Linked DNA regions of Mus musculus: region 1 is linked to region 2. Evidence: chromatin contacts called from public HiCAR-type data. All regions are on one chromosome and are shown on one strand. Each heading gives the region's core, a stretch centred on a gene start, on an enhancer-like site or on the middle of the called end of the contact. The rest is flanking DNA. Distances are from core to core; before and after follow the strand shown. Region 1 holds the start of Cntrl (centriolin). Region 2 holds the start of Mvb12b (multivesicular body subunit 12B).

The links. HiCAR-type assays count read pairs that join an accessible place to other places.
Region 1: a contact with region 2 is called in a HiCAR-type map of astrocytes, with 2.3 times the contacts expected there. The contact joins the promoter of Cntrl here to the promoter of Mvb12b in region 2. A contact is called at or near these places in 1 of 39 promoter capture datasets (erythroid cells) and 2 of 115 datasets of contacts at active chromatin or transcription factors (astrocytes and extraembryonic endoderm stem cells).

The regions. Positions count from the first base shown.
Region 1 is chr2:35,107,910-35,111,082 of GRCm38.p6, forward strand. Cntrl (centriolin) reads left to right here and starts at 1,587. Exons shown (of 44, transcript NM_001379274.1): 1 at 1,587-1,720.
Region 2 is chr2:33,886,451-33,889,532 of GRCm38.p6, forward strand. It overlaps Mvb12b (multivesicular body subunit 12B), which reads right to left and starts at 1,496. Exons shown (of 10, transcript NM_175184.4): 1 at 870-1,496. The coding sequence starts at 944.

The sequences.
Region 1 (3,173 bases), core at 337-2,836, 1.2 Mb after region 2:
GATGACTACTGACTGGACTGATGAATTGACTCTGGCACAGTGTAATCTGACGATGGAACTCATCTGAATGCCATTACAGATTAGGGAAAACAATCATGAGTTTGTGCAATTAATCCAAGTCTCTGGCTGAAAGACAAGTACCAAAGACCAGAATCTCACCAATGTACACTGAACTAATACCTAACATCTGAACTTTGTCTGAAAATAGGTCCAAAGTCCTTTCAAGGTTAAATAGATCTTTGCATAGAGTTTGCTTTCCAACAGCCAAAAATTGTGCTGCAAAGTTGCGGAGAAAGAGAGGACCATGCCCACCAGATCCAATAGTGCCTCCTGCTGGAAATGATCAGAACTTCCCATTAGGTCAAACGACCTCAGCTTCTACAAACAGGCTTCATGCTGCTTAAAAGGTTCCCCTTCATATTTAGCGTCACCACACCAGACGTTTGCATAATTCATACTGAACTGCATTTGTGCATTACTTATGTTTTCTTCAAACCGCCCTGAATTACTTAATGTCCAGCTCATTGCCAACTTTCCCAATCCTTCCTGGGGTTTGTACAAGCTGTTCTCTTTGCCAAGCAAACACCTGCCCTTGGTTAAACTCTTCTTTCAGAGTTAAGATGAAAGTTGACTTCTAAGAAGTCTTGCTTAATGATAAAAATTAGACTTATCAGCTACTGTTCTAAGTTCTTTCAAATCATTAAGGTTAACTGCTGGAAATGGGGACGATTATATGTTACATGAGAGTAGAAATTGAGGCAGAAAGGAAATTTGTAAAAGTGTTAGAAAAATGAGCCAGGAAGTTTGTGGTAAAGAAAGGAAACGTTAATGCCTGACTGGAGAACAAGGTAGTTAAGAAAGATGATGGAGAGGGTGCAGAGATGGCTCAGTGCTTAAGAGCATATAACTGCTCTTCCAGAGGCCCCAGGTTCGATTCCTCTACCCAAATGGCAGCTCACAAAGGTCTGTACCTGCAGTTATGTGGGATCTGATGCCCTCTTCTGGCCTCCGCAAGCACATGGTGCAGACAATTAGGAAATACAGTAGAAGGCTGCTCTTTGGGGCATGATCTGCTCAAGTCTCTGTAAATGCTTGCTTTAGTTCTTTTGTACTAACATAAGGGGCACTCTTGGACTGTGAATCCTAGGATCATATAGCTCAAGTGAATGGTCACTGGAGCCCAAGCAGTCTTGAGGTGCAGCCACGTCCGGCTCGATCAGTTTCCAAGTATGACAATTTGCCTCCAAAATAGTCGCGTAAAGGATAGTGTGCATCGAGACACGGGAGAGCTCAAGGCCTGCCTTCCATCATCCCAAGATCGAATGCTGTGAACATCTCCATACTGGTTCCTCCGGTTGTTGCCTTAGGGAGAGGAACGTAAGCCTTCCCCCATTGCTTCAGTGGAAAAAATCTCTCCTCACAGACTCGGCGCCCAGAGGGCTGACCACAGCCCGCCAGGTTCATACCCGGAAGCTTCGCACCCCCAAATTGAGCGCGCGCAGAGGCGGCAAGGGTGGCGGGAAGCGCCTCCGCCCCGTCCCGTCCACTAGTCCGTGTCGGGGGCGTGGCGATAACAAGCCCCGCCCACACCAAGCTGGCCCTCTCGGCAACCGGCACAACACAACAAAATGGCTGCTGTGCTGTCGGTCTCCTGAGGGGAAGTATCCCGGCGTCTCCGCCTCGCCCCTCCCGCTAGGCCGTTCCTTCCCGTGCTGAGGCGGTGAGTGTACTTCGGCGTCCGGACCGAGCCTGGGTGGCGGGCGGCAAAGGCCGGAAAGCCCTGGTCCAGCGTGAGGTGTGCCGGCTCCGGACGCATTCGGGGCGGGGGAGTGTGCTTGGAAAGGGGATTGGACGGGAAGGAGGAGGGCCGGGGCCGGCGTGGGCAGGGGAGGGAGGGCAGGGGAGGAGAGGCGTGCACAGCCTAGGTCGGGGCGCTGCTGAGTCGCAAAGTTGGGGTGCGGCGCTTAGAAGGATGAGGTTCCCGCAGAGAGGGAAGAGTGCCGGGGTGTGTCACCGTCTGCGGGATAACTGCGATGGAGATGGGCTGGCGGTCCTGAGGGCTCTGCTGTTTAACCTCAGTTCTGTGACTCTGAGCTTGTTCCTTTTTTCCTTTTTGAAGCATGTGTGGATGATGGGGGTGGGGGGACGGACACGGGACACATATCGTGATGCGCATATGGAGGGCAAAGGACAACTTTGTGGAGTCGGGTTTTCTCCACTTTTCCGTGGGCTACAGATACAGAACTTAGAACGTCAAATTAGCACAGAAAATGCCCTTACCCACCGAGCCATCTCACTGGGGCTCTGGGCATGTCCCTTAACCACTTCCTAGATGTCTTAGTTAAGGTTTCCATTGCTGTGGTAAGACATTGTGACAGAAAGCAACTCCGGGAGGAAAGGGTTTATTTGGCTCCCATGTCTCTGGTTGCAGTGCATTCTATATCACTAGACAATTCAATTATTTTGTATCCTACATCATAGTCTTCTCTTAAAAAATCTGAAATTATAAACCATCTAGAATTATTCTTATCAAATCCTCATTAAATTATTATGAGGTCCTATGTTACTTCCCCTGATTAGTAAATTATTACTTCTAAGTAATGATTCCTATAGAATTAGGGAAGTATTCAGTGGGTTCCAGAAACCTGGATCACTGAAAGATTAAGTGATGGTTCCACACCCCTGCTTCCCTCCCTGAGTTGCCATAGCTCCTGTGAAGTCTGCATGTAGAAACACACACTATCTCATAGGCTGACCCTCTCAGTGAATCAGGGTTCTGAGAATGGACAGCACTTATGGACAGAAATAGAATCTGCAAGGACAGCTTCGTTGGTTGCAGATGAGCATTTGTCTTATTTGAAGATGGTCTGATACCACACTCAGCTAGTTTTTTCAAAAGTATATTGTTAAACTGGGCTTTCAGTTTCGTTTTGTACATGAAGGTAGTATTTGGCTATAGGGAAACTCAAGGCCAAAGGAAAGCAGCCTCAGGCCAAATTCAACTTATATAAAGATTTGTATGCAACATTCTATTACAATATCCTTTTCTGATACCAACTTGTCATTGGATTGAAAACTACTTAATATACTATCTCACTAAATATTTTTTTTCCTAAAAATTAGCTGTACGTTTGAGAACTGAGGGTCTACATTAGGTTGCCCAAGGTGATGTT
Region 2 (3,082 bases), core at 246-2,745:
ACTTTCCCAAGGCAGCTGATAAGATTCGCCAGCCCTGTTAAAGGGAGATAGGATCCAACCAGCTGTCGGGAAACATAGGCGATTACCCCAACAAGGCATCACCAGAGACAAAGGCCCTGAAAGAGGAGCCTTGCCTGCTGTCTGCCAATGTGGCTGAAATCCAGGCGCTCTGGGTCTCCCGTGGGGGCAGGGAGTAGGGGCTATGGCCATTTGCCTTGGGCCTGCCTTGTCTTGCTGAACAGGTCGTTGGGGTCAGGGGACAGAAGAAACAGGCTGATAATTTAGGGACAGCTGTGTGCTAAAGACAAAGAAAACAAAGATGCTCCTGGCTCTACCTTATTCACTGTGTCTGTCTCTGAGGATGTGGTCCCTGGTGCGGTGCTAATCAGTCCCTTGGGCTTCACTTGCCCTGGCTGGAGTCATTGCAAGGGGAGGCTAATCAACATGCCCACCACGCTTCCTGGATGGCTGGTCACCTTGCAGACAGGTGCCCTACAGTTCGGGTGCCCCCAGGTAATGATGTCTGAGGGTCAGGTGCGCGCTCATCCGCACCCACGTGACAGCTGAGAGCCGGACCCCAGGCCAGGCGAGTCAAGGGAACTGTCCCCAGCGTGTGCCCCGGTGGAGATCGTCGCCCCTCACCTGGCTCCACCCTCGGAGCGCTGCTGCGACTCGAGTCCCCAGCTCGCTCCCGCCGCAAGGCCGAGCCGGAGCCCCCCGAGAGCCTGCGGCACCGCGCCGGGCGGAGGCCGCCCTCACGGGGCCTGTCCCCACGCGGGGCTGGGCGAGCCGCCCGCAGGCCTGGGCCCGGCCGGCTCCTCCCGTGCCCGCCCGTCCCCGCCCGTCTTCCCGCGCGGGCCTCACTTAACTGTTCCCCGCTGGGGCGGCGGCGGCTGCGGCGGCGGCGGGTCCCGGCTCCGTCTGACGCAGAAGCAGCTTCTCATCGCCCGGGCGGCGCGGGAGGAGCCGGGCCCGGGGCCCAGGCGGCTGCAGCCGGCGCCGCAGCTCGAGCGCAGCCTCCCCGGGAGCGGCGGCGGCGAGGGGCGGGGCGCGGCCTGGCGGCGGCAGCGACGGCGGCGGCGGCAGCAGCGGCTCGGGCCGGGGCCGGGGCGGGAGGGGCGTGCAGCCTGCGGCGGAGCCCGGGAGCGCACCGCCCTGTGGCCCCCGGTGCCCTCGGTCCCCGCCCCCAGTCGGCCTCCGCTCGGCTCTGCTAGGCCTCGCCGTCCCCCTCGTCCACCGCTCAGCCCAGCTGTAGGTCCCTGCAAGACGCTCTGACACCCAGGCCTGCAGGCCCGGAGTGGCCCTTTGCAGAGACGCCTTCCCACCTGTCCCTTGTAGGCTTGACTGCACCCCGGGGCGATCCCCTCTGCTCTGCCCACAATCCGGCTAACCTAATGCGGTGCAGCCGGGCCTCAGACTGACCCCACTCTCAGAGCAGGTCTCAGCTTGCCCCTCTTGCTGGGCAAATGATTTACCCACAGAGGCCTGGGGGCAAGCCTTGAGGAGGGATCTAGTGTAGCATGCCTGCCCTTGCAGTGCCTGGGGAAAGGTACAGAAGTCAGGAAGAAATGGAGCAGGACCCTCAGGCTGTAAGAAAAGGAGGCATCAGCAGCCTTTGATCCCTGAACCACCTGCCCCTACACAGCCAGGCCTGCAGGCCCTGGAGGGGACATGTGCTAAACGGGATATTTAAAACAGAGGATCACACGGTAGCCGGCTTGGATTTGCTCAGGCATCGGGACTCATAGTCACACATCCTGTGCTTTTCCAAAATAGTCAGCTCCTGAAGCAAATGGTGCCAAGCAGGCTGTCAAGGAAAAGATCCCGTGGGGACAATTCTCAAATGTGTGCATACAATCCAGGTACTTGTGTCACTCAGAAACACCACTGATCCAAATGGGTTTATAACAAGTCCAAACGCACCATAAGGAAACAGACAATCTGTGTTCTTAACTGGTACAGAGCCCAGCACAGTGGTGCTCCATTTAATTCCAGCCCTTGGGATGCAGAGGCAGGCAGATCTCTGTGAGTTCAACACCAACCTGGTCTACATAGTGAGTTGCCCGAAAGCCACAGAGGATTTGAAAAGAGACCTTGTCTCCAACAAAAACTTGCTACAGGCAAAAGAAAAAAAAAACATATTTCCAGGTTTATCATAACCCTGATATCAAGATCTAACAGAGATAACACCACCAAGAACTCAAGTGCAGAGTTCCAATCCCTAGAGACCTGAATATATGTGATTTTATGAAGAATGCTTGCTGTCTAACAAAGTAAGTGTTGTGTGACACCCATCTGTCCACCTTTGGGAGACTCTATGGACACTTCTGGGAAGTCCCATAGTAAGACAAGACAAACAAAAGCCTGGTTCATTTGTTTAGGCAGCCATTTCCCAGAATCATCTGGGCCAAGAAAACCGCTCTCCCCAAAGCCTACCCGTTAACTACCCATGATGAGAATCAACACCATATCTGACTGTACTGGTTGGTTTGTGTGTCAACTCGACACGGCTGGAGTTATCACAGAGAAAGGAGCTTCAGTTGGGGAAATGCCTCCATGAGATCCAGCTGTGGGGCATTTTCTCAATTAGTGATTAAGGGGGAAGGGCCCATTGTGGGTGGTGCCATCTCTGGGCTGGTAGTTCTGGGTTCTACAAGAAAGCAAGCTGAGCAAGCCAGGAGAAGCAAGCCAGCAAGGAACATCCCTCCATGGCCTCTGCATCTGCTTCCTGACCTGTTTGAGTTCCAGTCCTGGCTTCCTTTGGTGATGAACAGCAATGCGGAAGTGTAAGCCAAATAAACCCTTTCCTCCCCAATTTGCTTCTTGGTCGTGATGTTTTGTGCAGGAATAGAAACCCTGACTAAGACACTGACATACATCATACATACATACATACATACATACATACATACATAGCTGTTGCCTATTAAATAAAATTGTAGCATTTTCTGATCCACTTGGCTGTTAAAACCAGCTCAAACTCTTCTACAGTGGTTCTCAACCTGGGGTGGTGGGGTTCACATATTAGATATTTATATTATGACTCATAAGAGTAGCAAAATTGCAGTTATAAAGTAGCAGT